Linked DNA regions of Danio rerio: region 1 is linked to region 2. A link is a contact called in public Hi-C data. All regions are on one chromosome and are shown on one strand. Each heading gives the region's core, a stretch centred on a gene start, on an enhancer-like site or on the middle of the called end of the contact. The rest is flanking DNA. Distances are from core to core; before and after follow the strand shown.

Region 1 (6,332 bases), core at 2,112-4,611, 130 kb before region 2:
TAATATTAATAATAATAATAATAATAATAATAATAATAATAATAATAATAATAAAGATTAAGTTGAAATTTTGGGGTTTGTAAAAATTTTTTTGCAATATTTTGCTTGAATTTGTTTGTATTATCTTTCAATTTCTAAATATGTTTGGTGACTAAAATATTATTTTAATAAATATATCTGTTTAATAAATTGTCTTTGTTTAAATGCACCAAAATACATTGCCTATATTCACTGAGAAATGGAGAAAAAAAAATATTTTCAAAATGATGCTGAGCACTGTATATGACAGGGGAACAGCAAATAGCAAGATAAATAAATACAAAAATCATTCACGTAATAATTTACAGTTCTCAGCTTAAGATGCCTCATTTCCAAATTGCCTCGAAATGAACTGCAAGAGATTCTTTTGAAGTAAAACCCTGGTTTAAAAAACAAAATAAAAGATACTAAATGAACTTATAGCAGCAAAACATGTAAAAGCATTGGCACGGGAAATTATCATAAGCACTGGCAGATATGGCAAACCAGCCACATTAATCAAGCACATACATATATAGTTGAACTAGTGCCAGTGGAATCGGGGAGGGATGTGAACACGCACACCTTAAGCAAAGAAACATCCACACAACAACATTCGCACACCCTCTCACACACAGCATACATCTCCAGACATACACAGCAGTCGGACGCAACACATACCCATTCACAATATTTGCTCTGTGCGTGCGCACACACTCACGGGGATCATCAGCAAAAAGACAATGATCAAAGAAATGGAAAGCATCACTGCTATCAGCCCTTAGTCCCAAAGTATCACCCTGCTGAATGTTCACACATTTAGGGTGCAGTAGATCAGTGTACACCAACAAATAATTATCATTTGTTCTTTTATACAAAGACAGAGTCAGAAAGAGCACCTCCGGGGAAATCAGGAGGTGTTTGTGTCATCTGACACAGCCACTGAAGTCTAAAAGTCTTTTTTTTTGATAACGCAAAGAGTCATCATCATCATTATTTTTTTTTTAAAAAGAGCATGTGTACTAATACATACCGAACATATCATATCATATATCAATTCAAAAGTCTATTAGCAATCAGTTCAATCCATGACAAGTATTCTGTATTCACAAAGCCTTTCTGCATCAGAGCATGGCAACAACCTCCCCTATGGTCCTGCACTAGAGGGGAATCTGTAACTAAAAGCCTTAATGTTCGATCGGAGAAACTTGCGTCAGCTCGTTTCATACACATTGCCCATGGCAAGGATTTCCATAAAGAGTAATTTGTGTCTTTCAGCTTTGTTCCTCAGTAATAGTGCTGTGTAGGCATCAAGTAGACCAATCAGCATGAAAAATCAGTTAGTAAATATTCTGAATATGGAGTACCTCTGAAATCCTTAGAGAAATCCTCAAGGCTCTTAGAAAGTCGAGAAATAACACAAAAAAAAAAAAAACAAGAGAGGAAAAAAAATGCAGCAACCTTTGTATTGAGCTCCAAATCCTGTGGCTTGTCCTTGCAGGTGTGCCATAGTCCTCGTAAGTTCTTTTGTGTTCAGCCTTGATTTGTCAATGTCCGTGAATATTTTTGGATTAGCCCCATTTATAGCACAAGTCCTTGAGTCTGAAGCCTGAGGTGATAACCTGGACAGAATAGAGTCATTTGAGTCGCGTGGTCTCCTCGGTTCACCCGGCAGCACAAAAAGCCCTTCATTTACATCACAACAACGCCATTATTGTGCTTATTTTAGTGTTCTTTCTGACACTCGTGTTCTGAATAGATGTAAGTGTTTTTTTTTGTTTTAAATCTGAGGAGACGATGCACCTCAGGAGCTTCAGAAGAATGTGCCTTTGGTGTTCTTGCAGAGGATCTTTTTGAAGGCTCTGCGGAAGTCTTTGTTGAAGATGGTGTAGATGACCGGGTTGAGGCAGCTGTTGCAGTAGCCGATCCAGAAGAAGAACTTGAAGAGTGGCTCTGGCAGGGCGCACGACTCTGGGCACACAGCCTGTAGGCTGTATGAGAAGAAGAAGGGAAACCAGCAAATGACAAAGACACCAATCACTACCGCCAACACAAAGGTGAATCGTTTCTCTCGGTTCACCATCGCTTTGCGGCGTGCAGAGTTGGGCGTTCCATCTTGCTTGGCCTTTCGGGCCACCAGCTTGGCACCTTTAGCGGTGGCGATCATGTCTCTGTATTTCTGCATAGTGGCAGGAGAATGAATGCCACTGGGGGTCATAGTCGGGGTGCAAGGGACCTCTAACCCCCTCCCACCTTGCTCAGTGTCCGAATCAGAGCTCATGCTTTCTCCATTATTGTTGTCAGGCTCTTTCTTGTTCTTGTTTTTGTTGTTCTTCTTCTTCTTCTCCTTTTTCCCCTCTTTACTTTTACTGGGAGCCACTTCAGATGAATTCGAAGGAGATGGCGAGGGGCATGGGGTGGTTGGTGTCAAGGTTGTTGAAGGGGCTTGCAGAAGGTTGTTGGCGATCGGGGTGTTTGCTGCCTGCTGGACAGACTCCACTTGGGACACAGCCAAAGTTGGAGGCCTGGCTTTTTTCTGAAGGGTGCCTGGCGTTTCATCTCCTCTTCCATTTTGGATCTTGTGCTGAGGAGTCGTAGCATTAGCTGGGGCTTCTTTGCGGGGCTCCCCTGGTGGACACCGTGTGCGCTGCTTGGCGATCTGATAGATCCGCATGTAGACTAAGATCATTATTAGACAAGGAGCAAAGAAGGAACCAATAGTAGAGTACAGGATGTACCAGCGCTCATCGTTGAGCTGACACTGAGGCAGCGCACCTGACTCGCCACCACCTTTATTCTTGTTCATAGATAGTAGTGGCGGAAATGAGATTACCGCTGAGATCAACCACACCACCAAAATGGCACACTTGATTCGTTTCGGTGTCCGCTTGGGACCGTACGTGACAGCACGTGAGATAGACATGTAGCGGTCTAGACTGATGGCGCACAGATGTACTATGGAGGAAGTGCAGAACAACACATCCAGCGCCAGGTAGATCTCACACCATACAGAGCGGAAATACCAGTAGCCCATCAGTTCATTGGCTAGGGAAAAGGGGATGATGAGGGTGGCCACCAAAATGTCTGCAGCAGCAAGGGAGACCAAAAAAAGATTTTGGGGTCCTCTTAATGAGCGACTTGTTAAAACAGCAATGATGACCAGGATATTGCCTACTATTGTAATAAGCATCATCAATGTGATGGCTGTTGCAAAGGCTGCTGTGGCTTCAGGAGAGTACGGGGCGAGTTTTATCATGCTCTGGTTACAAGTCGGTGAAGACGTGCCTCCAGTGCCATTAGTGTGGCCAGGCAGACCCACGGCAACAGGGCACGGGCTATCCATGACTGCAAATGCAGAAAGTGCACGTGGGCAGTTCTTCTCTATGGCAATCCGTATGTGGGTAGAATAAGTTAAATAATATGGTTTTGGTGTTTATTTTATGTTCTAAAAACTAAGTGTTCAATATTTTATTAAATATTACATTAAATAAAACCTTTATGTACAAACCCCCCTACGTATAAACAAATGAATACATTGTTAACTGCACTATAGATTCTGTCAGTCATCGTATGTCACATCTCGTCGAGTGTTGTGAATTTATTATTTTGCATCTCAAAAGATTGAAATAAGCCACATCTGAGTAACATGCAACTAATAAAATGTAATAAACATCCAATTAATTGAAATACATTTTAATTTATGATTCTTATTAAGTATTTTTGCTTGTCTGCCGTTATATCATCAACTTAAGAATGTTGTTACATAAGACAGGTTGAAAATTGAAATGTGAGAGGGGGGAAAGCCGAAACAAAAGACTACTGCAGAAATATGAGTGATCAAATCCGAAGTGACCGATTGATTAAATGCCAATATGAAAATCATGCGCAATATTGTGCTTCTATTAAATGATTTCGATAATAATTCTTCAGTTAGAACATTACAAAATTGGAACATTCAATTTGCGAATTCAAAATCTTCTTAAATTGTTGACAAGTAATTACAAAACAAATATATTGGAATGCTTAAATCTAGGTTACCCAGATGCTCAACCCTCCACGGAGCGCGAGGCTTTAAATATAAATCTCCAGAGAGAGCGCAGCAGCGCGCGGCGATGTGCCAGTTTCCCCTCACAGTTTTCACAAGTTTGCAGAAAGAATTGAAGTGCAACAACTACCCTGATAAATGATGGAGTCTGGTGTAGTTGTGTCGTTGTTACATTCCTGAGTGGAGAAAGTCGGCTTAAGGATCAGAGGCACTCCAAAATAGTCGGGTATGTCCAAGTAATAAAAAGAAGTATAAGTGAAAACAGTTTGTCTTCCGTCTCTCTTCGTGTTTCTCCTGTTTCAGCAGTATCTCATTCAGCAGGTTGGATGCCTCCTACATGCCGCGCGCATTACCTCAGTGACAGTTTTAAGTATCGGTGCGGCTCGAGCGAGCCGCTCTCGCTTCATATCTACGCAACGGTTCTCCTCAGTACCCCAGTATAAGTGATGTCAGGACGGGCGTCATGAGGCGAACTCTTCCCTCCCACTTAAAAGCCTGACCTATCCTAACACTCTATTGTCAAGCATAAAACAAATACAGGCGTGTAGTGGATGCAATTCTAATCAAACCTTTTGGAGAGGTCAGCCGCACAATCAACTTGTATCCAAAATGGATAAAGGTAATGATTTTGATTAATGGTGTCTGCACAATAAAGAGCACTGTTTATTATTAGGAAACTTGCAAACAGGATATATTTGAAAACATTAGGTACGGAAAATGAAAAAAGCTTTTTGCTGTTATTGTGCGTAAAAAAAACGCTGCAAAGCATTTTATCACTAAGTTGCCGACTGCATTTAACAACAAAAAACAACAATTAAAAGCCAAACAAACTATAAAAGCAACAGAAAGCTTTTTAAAACGCTTGAAACTTTAATCGCAGACTGCACACTCGTGCGTAAAAGGACTCGTGACGGTCGAGCGCTTCCTCCGCACCGTATTTTGCGCTTCATTTCTGAAAGATCAAGTGGTTAATGCTCTCTTCAGATATGATAAAGTGCAACATATACCCAAATGCAATTTAGAACCCCTTCAGACGTACCCATTAGGATCAGTGAATTTCTGTTTCCTGGATGACCTTTATCAATAGTGATTGTAGCAAAGAACATAGTACGTTATGTCAGATAGGTCGAATGATTTGATGCATTTCCAGAATGCAAAAATTATTTCCAATAAATATTTGCACAAAGCAGTATTTTGTACAGAGAGCCCTTCGATGTTTTAGAGAGATATTGGCTGTTTTATTAGTTTACTGTTTTGATAGATAGATAGATAGATAGATAGATAGATAGATAGATAGATAGATAGATAGATAGATAGATAGATAGATAGATAGATAGACAGATAGATAGATTGATTGAATGGAAAATACATGTTTTTTGTTTGTGTATTTTTTTTTTACAAAACTGTGGTAAGCTCTGCCCCCTTATGGACAACAAACACATTTGTTCGTGTTCTCAGAACAATATTAAACCATAATACTTTTGCAGATGTTTGAGCATTCAGTATTAATCAGTCATTCTGAAATCAGTATCTTGATTTATTGTTTTCAGCTTTAAAGTTATATTCACAGTTGCTAGCTCTTATTATTTACAATATGATTGAATGACATTCAGTGCAATGAATAATCATTTAATCATGATCAAAGATGTAACATCTCAGTTGAAATCATTTTTCCTAATTGGAAGCCTAGAAAAACACCACATTTGAGTGTTTAAAGGAAGGATTAAAATAATTAATATCCAGCAATGTTGCTGGGGAATGTCAGTTAATCGTGTGCAGTGGTGTAAAGTAACTAATTACAAATACTCAAGTTACTTTAATTGAGTAGTTTTTCTCAGGAATTGAAATTTAATAAGTAGTTTTAAAAATGTGTATACTTTTACTTTCCTTTGAGTACATTTTTAGTGAAGTAATCAGTACTTTTACTCCCCTACTTTTCTTCAATCTTCAGTCACTACTTTATTTTTCTTGTCTATGGGGATTAGAAAAATCAGTCCTGTGGTTCCTGTCCAATCAAAACTCAGATAGAAGGTGTATCAAAAGAAATATATTAATGCAATTCAAATATATAATATATGAATTTATGTCTACTTTAAACTTATTATAAATATTTAATTATATTGCTTAATTATAATGATAATTTTATTTTATTTTTTTTTCTTAATTTTTTTTTGTCGAATAATTTTGTGGCTCAAAGGTAATGGTTCAGGCACCGTTTTGGCACAGGTACCGTTTTAAAAGTATCGATTTAGCACCAGTATTGAAATAA
Region 2 (5,996 bases), core at 2,510-5,009:
AGACTCAATCTGGTCATAACTCTTCTCGGCATGGCCCATGGACTCATATTTCTGCCTGTGCTGCTCAGTTACTTTGGTAAGTTATTAAACTAAACTGTCACTCACTTGACCTTTACTGTAGGTCACTTAATGACTGTCATTACCTTTATTCATATATACAAAATCTTGACTGGCATATTTAAAACAAAAATCAAGACGTATAAAGATACTATTTAAGGATAATAGAGTGCAACACCAAAAACATTGTCAAATTATTCCATGTGAATTGCAGTGGTTCAACTAATCATACGAAGCTCCAAGAACACTTTTGTACACCAAAACAATTTAAAAATGACATTATTCGCCTGTGTCTACCGCATCAGATCAGGGTGTGCATTTACTAAAGACATTTATGAACATTGAGCTACTATTAACAACAACGAAAAACTATTTCTTAGCTCAAGAAAAAAATAAAACACTTTAGTAGACATGGAGATTAAAATACTGATACTAACGTCTAAAACTACATTTTGATTTCAATGGGACTTTAACTAATAAAAAGGACTGTGTGTGTGTTTCCCAGGTCCTGGAGTAAACAACGCACTTCTGCTGCAGATTCAAGAAGAACAAGAAAAAGAGATGGAGCTCAATAGTAAAGCTACATATGACAACGTTTGCTTTGAAAACCATGAAAAATCTAACGGCGAAATCCACGTAGAGCCTGCAAGTTTGCCTGAAAACCATGAAAAGTCCAACGGCGTAATCCCTGCAGAGCCTTCAAGTTTCCCTGTAGAGCCTTCGAGCCCTCCAGAAGAGCCGTCAGTCCTAATAATGGCAGTGATTATGCCTGAAACCACCCAAATGCCCACCGAATGGGATATCTCCAAGTTGTAGCCCTAAAACTTTCTTTGAGTTTATTTACCATATCATTATACTGAACTGGAAGTCTTAAGAATGCCACTATTGTAAATGCATGCGAGTCTCTAAGGGAAATAAAGCAGCCAATCACAAGCCATCGATGAAACGCTGTAAGCAGAATGTGATCCTGCTCTGTCAGCTCTATGCGTTTCACATGGACTTCTCTGATAGCATTGCGCTACTGCTGTTCTGAAGATGGGAGATATTCAGCTTGTCGATCTTTCACCATCATTCGTACCGGTGATTATGTTGCCCAGGTCAAACCTGAGGCAAAGTGATAACAGATACAAGCTGATTCCACCATTTCACAACGAAGGAAATCACTACAATAGAGCACAATTGTTTGACTTTTTTATGATGTAATATTTGTTATTTAATTCTGTCGTTAAGGTTTCACATGATTGAAATGGTCTTGTTCATGACGGAAACACTTACAGCGTTGAATACAGGAAACTGCAACTCAAACACTCCAGTATAGAAAGAGTATTATCATAAGCATTACTATGTATTAAATGCACTGTGTGTATTTCTACCTTGTGTAAAACAAACCGCATTGAATGTTCATTACAGCTTGTGTGTTTAAAGTTTACCATTTACTGTTGAAGGAGCCATCGAGCACTTTTACAATTTCTCTTTTAATAAATGTTGGAAAAACATTTTCAGAGGCAATCAAGGAAAAACTTTTTATATGTAAAAATAAATGTTTTAAGGATATTTATTGTGGAATAAATGTAATGATTTCACACTGTTCAATGAAAATAGCGTTTTATTTTTGTCACAGGCAATTTTATGAATAAAATATAAAAAAAAACTGTTATACTGCATTTGTCATGAATACACACCTTAATCCTTCATATCATATATTCAAAAAGGTACTAGAAATATTTCTCAGAGATTTTGGTCCATTTGACATGATAGCACCACACAGTTGCTGCAGATTTGTCGGCTGCACATCCATGATGCAAATCTCCCGTTCCACCACATCCCAAAAGAGCTCTATTGGATTGAGTTCTGCTGACTGTGAAGGCCATTTGAGTACAGTGAACTCATTGTCATGTTCAAGAAACCAGTCAGATGATTTGTGCTTATTGACATGGCATGTTATCCTGCTGAAAGTAGCCATTAGAAGATGGGCAGACTGTGGTCATAAAGGGATGGACTTGGTCAGCAACAATGCTCAGATAGGCTGTGGCATCAACACAACGCTTATTTGGTAATAATGGGCCCAAGAGCACCAAGAATATATCACCCACACCATTACACCACCACCACCACCACCAGTCTGAACCGTTGGTACAAGTCAGGATAGATCCATGCTTTCATGTTGTTGACACCAAATTCTGACCCTACCATCTGAATGTTGCAGCAGAAATCGAGACTTATCAGACCAGGCAACGTTTTTCCAATTTTCTATTGTTCAATTTTGGTGAGCCTGTGCAAATTTTGGCCTCAGTTTTCTGTTCTTATGTGACAGGAGTGGCAGCCGGTGTGATCTTCTGCTGCTGTAGCCAATCTGCCTCAAGGTTGGATGTGTGATGCATTGAGAGATGCTCTTCTGCATGCCTTGGTTATAACGAGTGTTTATTTGAGTTACTGTTGCCTTCCTATTAGCTTAAACCAGTCTGGCCATTCTCCTCTGACATCAACAAGACATTTGCGCCCACGGAACTGCCGCTCACTTGATATTTTAATTTTTTATAACCATTCTCTGTAAACTCTAGAGATGGTCGTGTGTGAAAATCCCAGTAGCAGTTTCTGAAATACTCAGACCAGCCTGTCTGGCACCAACAACCATGCCACATTCAAAGTCACTTAAATCACCTTTCTTCCCCATTCTAATGCTCTGTTTAAACTGCAGCAAATCGTCTCAACCATGCCTACCTGCTGAGTTGCTGCCATGACAATTAGAAATTTGCGTTAATGAGCAGTTAGAGAGGTGTACCTAATAAAGTGGCCGGTGAGTGTAGTAAATTATTGCATTTTTTAAATGATTTCAAATATTAAAGACTGTCTTTAAAGGAACTTTTAAAGAGTTTAAATTAACGCTTAAGCTCCAGATGTTGGGCTCTGGAATAAATGTCCTTTATTTCACTAGACAGTCAGCACAGCAGCCACAATCGTATTATTAATTAATTTAATTCATTATTATTACTATTAATTGTATTACTGTAGTGCGGTAATTTTTATGAAGGGACAGAAATCTTTCACAATTCATTAAAAACATCTTCATATTTATTCTGAAGATTAACACAAGGCAGGTTTGGAAATGGGAAAGCATAAAGCTAGCAACATTTTCATTCTGAAGCCATCTAACGTATTAGTTTAAAACAACTGTACAAACTCGTCTTTAATCAAAGTACACATTTGCATACTGGATTACATCGACACACTTTAATCCAAAATAAAAGTCAGATATTCACAGTGAAAACCGCTAATAAAAAAGCCATGACATAAGTAAAATATCTATAACCGCGTACAGCTATTGTGCAAACGGGTATATTATCTACAATAAAAATGTGCAATCTGTAGCTCCCTTTTCTTACATTAACACACACACGTACCCAAAAAGACTTTAACCCAGAAATGTGCTGTTCTCTCTAACCAATACTGCTGTACAAGGCAAATATCTCACAAACTCGCTCTCTCACACCCACACACGCATGCACTCATTCACTGGTGCAGAGTTCACCTGGCCAAAGGGGACGTTTGGAGAAAAACAAACGTCTAGTTTCATAATAGGTGTTATATTTTGTGTGTTAATTAGCATATATAGGCAATAAAATCAAATAAAAGTCCTAAACAGGCAAGTTTACGAAGATAAAAAACATATGGGCTAAAGAATGAAGAGCTTTTGGCTGATTTCCTAGTTTCGTTGAGTTAAAAGTGAACACATCTAGTGACATCTAGTGGACATTTATGTCTTGGTCACTCTTCCAAATCATATATATTTATACACGCTTCAAGAGCACGTTTAATGGATGAACAGTTCATTTTAAAAATAATTTACTTTTACACACCCTCAAGTTGTATTAAATGTGTTTCTTTCTTATTTTTCTGTTTGATAAAAAAAGAAGATGTGTGTGTATGTGTGTGTGAAATCATCAGCCATTGCCATCCATAGTAGGGGTGGGGGAAGTACTGACGTCAATGGCTGCTAATTTTTACATTTTTTCAAAATACCTTCCTTTGTATTTTAAGAAAGAAACTGTAATGTGTTGGAAACATGCCGAATGGGAGTAAATGAGTAAATTTCATTTTTGGGTGAACCATCCCTTTGTCATTTCCTTTAAACATACGCATGCACCTGCACACACACACACATTTTTCAGTTGAATGCCCAAATCACAGATTTTCAGAACTATTTTTCAAATGGGACAGTGGATAATGTGTAGTGATCAGCCAAACAGACATTAAAGCTGCGGCTGATACAGATCCGACCTAAGATGAGTAACTCTGGGCAGGTGGAAGTCAGCATGTAAGAGACCTCTGCTCGTGAGCCCTCAAACTTGCTCTTTTTTTCCTCCTAGCAAGAGACAGGGAGACAAAATAAAAAGTTCAACACTATGGTTTAAATGCATTATGATTATGACAATGCAAGGAATTTTTTCACAGTATTTGAGAGAATAAATAAACAAACAAATAAATTAATAAATCCTATGGGTAAATATTACTAGCCACTTAAGATATTTTATAATGGCTACAGAACAAAAATCCCTATCGTCCAATAACTTGTCTAATTAACTTGTCTTGTTAACTTAATTATGCAAAATACAGTAACTAGTGAAAATATATGCATCATGGCAAAGACAAAAAAAGGAAGAAAAGAAAGAAAAAAATTAATAAATTTGTCTTCGACTGAGGATGATTTTTAAACCAAAACACACAAGTGGTGCATTTGTGTTTAGTAAAGAAAAGTCTTGTGAATGAATGAATATGATATTTGTTTAATATTTCACCATTAATTTGTTTAAATAAATGCATATGCACATAATCTGAATTGTTTGGAATCTAATAAGGGTGTCCGCACCATACATTTGCACAGACATTGTATATATTTTATAACAGCTGTCAAACTCTGCATAAAAATTGAAAAATGTTCATAAATTTTAAAACATACCTTAGAATATTGTTCATCTTGCATTTTTTGATCAATGTTTGATGAATATGTAATATGCATTTGATGTCACAATACTTATTTGATTTTAAAGTGGTTCTCCAAATCTTATACAGTGCTCAGCCTATACAGTTGAAGTCGGAATTATTAGCTCCACTTTGAATTTTTTATTTTTTAAATATTTACCAAATCATGTTTAACAGAGCAAGGAAATTTTCACAGTATGTCTGATCATGTTTTTTTTGGGTTTTTTTTTCTGGAGAAAGTCTTATTTGTTTAATCTCGACAAGAATAAAAGCAGTTATAAATTTTTTAAACACCATTTTTAAGGACAAAATTATTAGCCCCTTTAAGCAATTTTTTTTTCAATAGTCTACAGAACAAACCATCATTATCCAATAACTTGCTAATTACCCTAACCTGCCTAGTTAACCAAATTAACCTAGTTAAGCCTGTAAATGTCACTTTAAACTGTATAGAAGTGTCTTGAAAAATATCTTGTCAAATATTATTTACTGTCATCATGGTAAGGATAAAATAAATCAGTTATTAGAGATGAGCTGTTAAAACTATTATGTTTAGAAATGTGTTGAACAAATCTTCTCTCTGTTAAAAAAAGAAATTCGGGGAAAAAATGAACAGGGGGTCTAATAATTCTGACTTTAACTTGATGTAAATATATATATATATATATATATATATATATATATATATATATATATATATATATATATATATATATATATATATATATATATATATATATACATACTTGGTTTGTTGGCTTATTTCTTTCGGGATTTTTTTTCATAATTTACTATATATTTGATCATTATAATTTCTGTATGTTTTAATATAGAACATTTGAAAAGTTTGTAAGATTCTAATTAAAAAAGTTAATTTATCTTATTTATGAATTAATGAGTCATATTCATTTAATTATCAAAACATTACTGCCTGGTTTCATAAACCGAGCATAATCAAA

The links. A called contact is a pair of places that touch in the nucleus more often than the background predicts.
Region 1: a Hi-C map of an unstated tissue shows a contact between it and region 2, with 2.7 times the contacts expected there. The contact joins the promoter of adra2b here to the enhancer-like site in region 2. A contact is called at or near these places in 3 of 18 Hi-C or Micro-C datasets (caudal fin, hematopoietic stem cells and an unstated tissue).

What each region holds. Positions count from the first base shown.
Region 1 is chr8:49,082,806-49,089,137 of GRCz12tu, reverse strand. It overlaps adra2b (adrenoceptor alpha 2B), which reads right to left and starts at 3,361. Exons shown (of 1, transcript NM_207638.1): 1 at 1,832-3,361. The coding sequence starts at 3,361. The coding sequence ends at 1,832.
Region 2 is chr8:48,956,799-48,962,794 of GRCz12tu, reverse strand. It overlaps sb:cb288, which reads right to left. Exons shown (of 5, transcript XM_002663185.5): 5 at 3,108-4,420. The coding sequence ends at 4,366. It overlaps npc1l1 (NPC1-like 1), which reads left to right. Exons shown (of 21, transcript XM_073910990.1): 20 at 1-76; 21 at 563-1,645. The coding sequence ends at 873. Among named protein-coding and RNA genes, the nearest start is that of sb:cb288, 20 kb to the right of the region's middle. Within about 2 kb of position 3,759, at least 9 of the 62 cell types and tissues checked have an H3K27ac peak or open chromatin away from gene starts, as enhancers often do. A contact at or near this core is called in caudal fin, where this site is marked.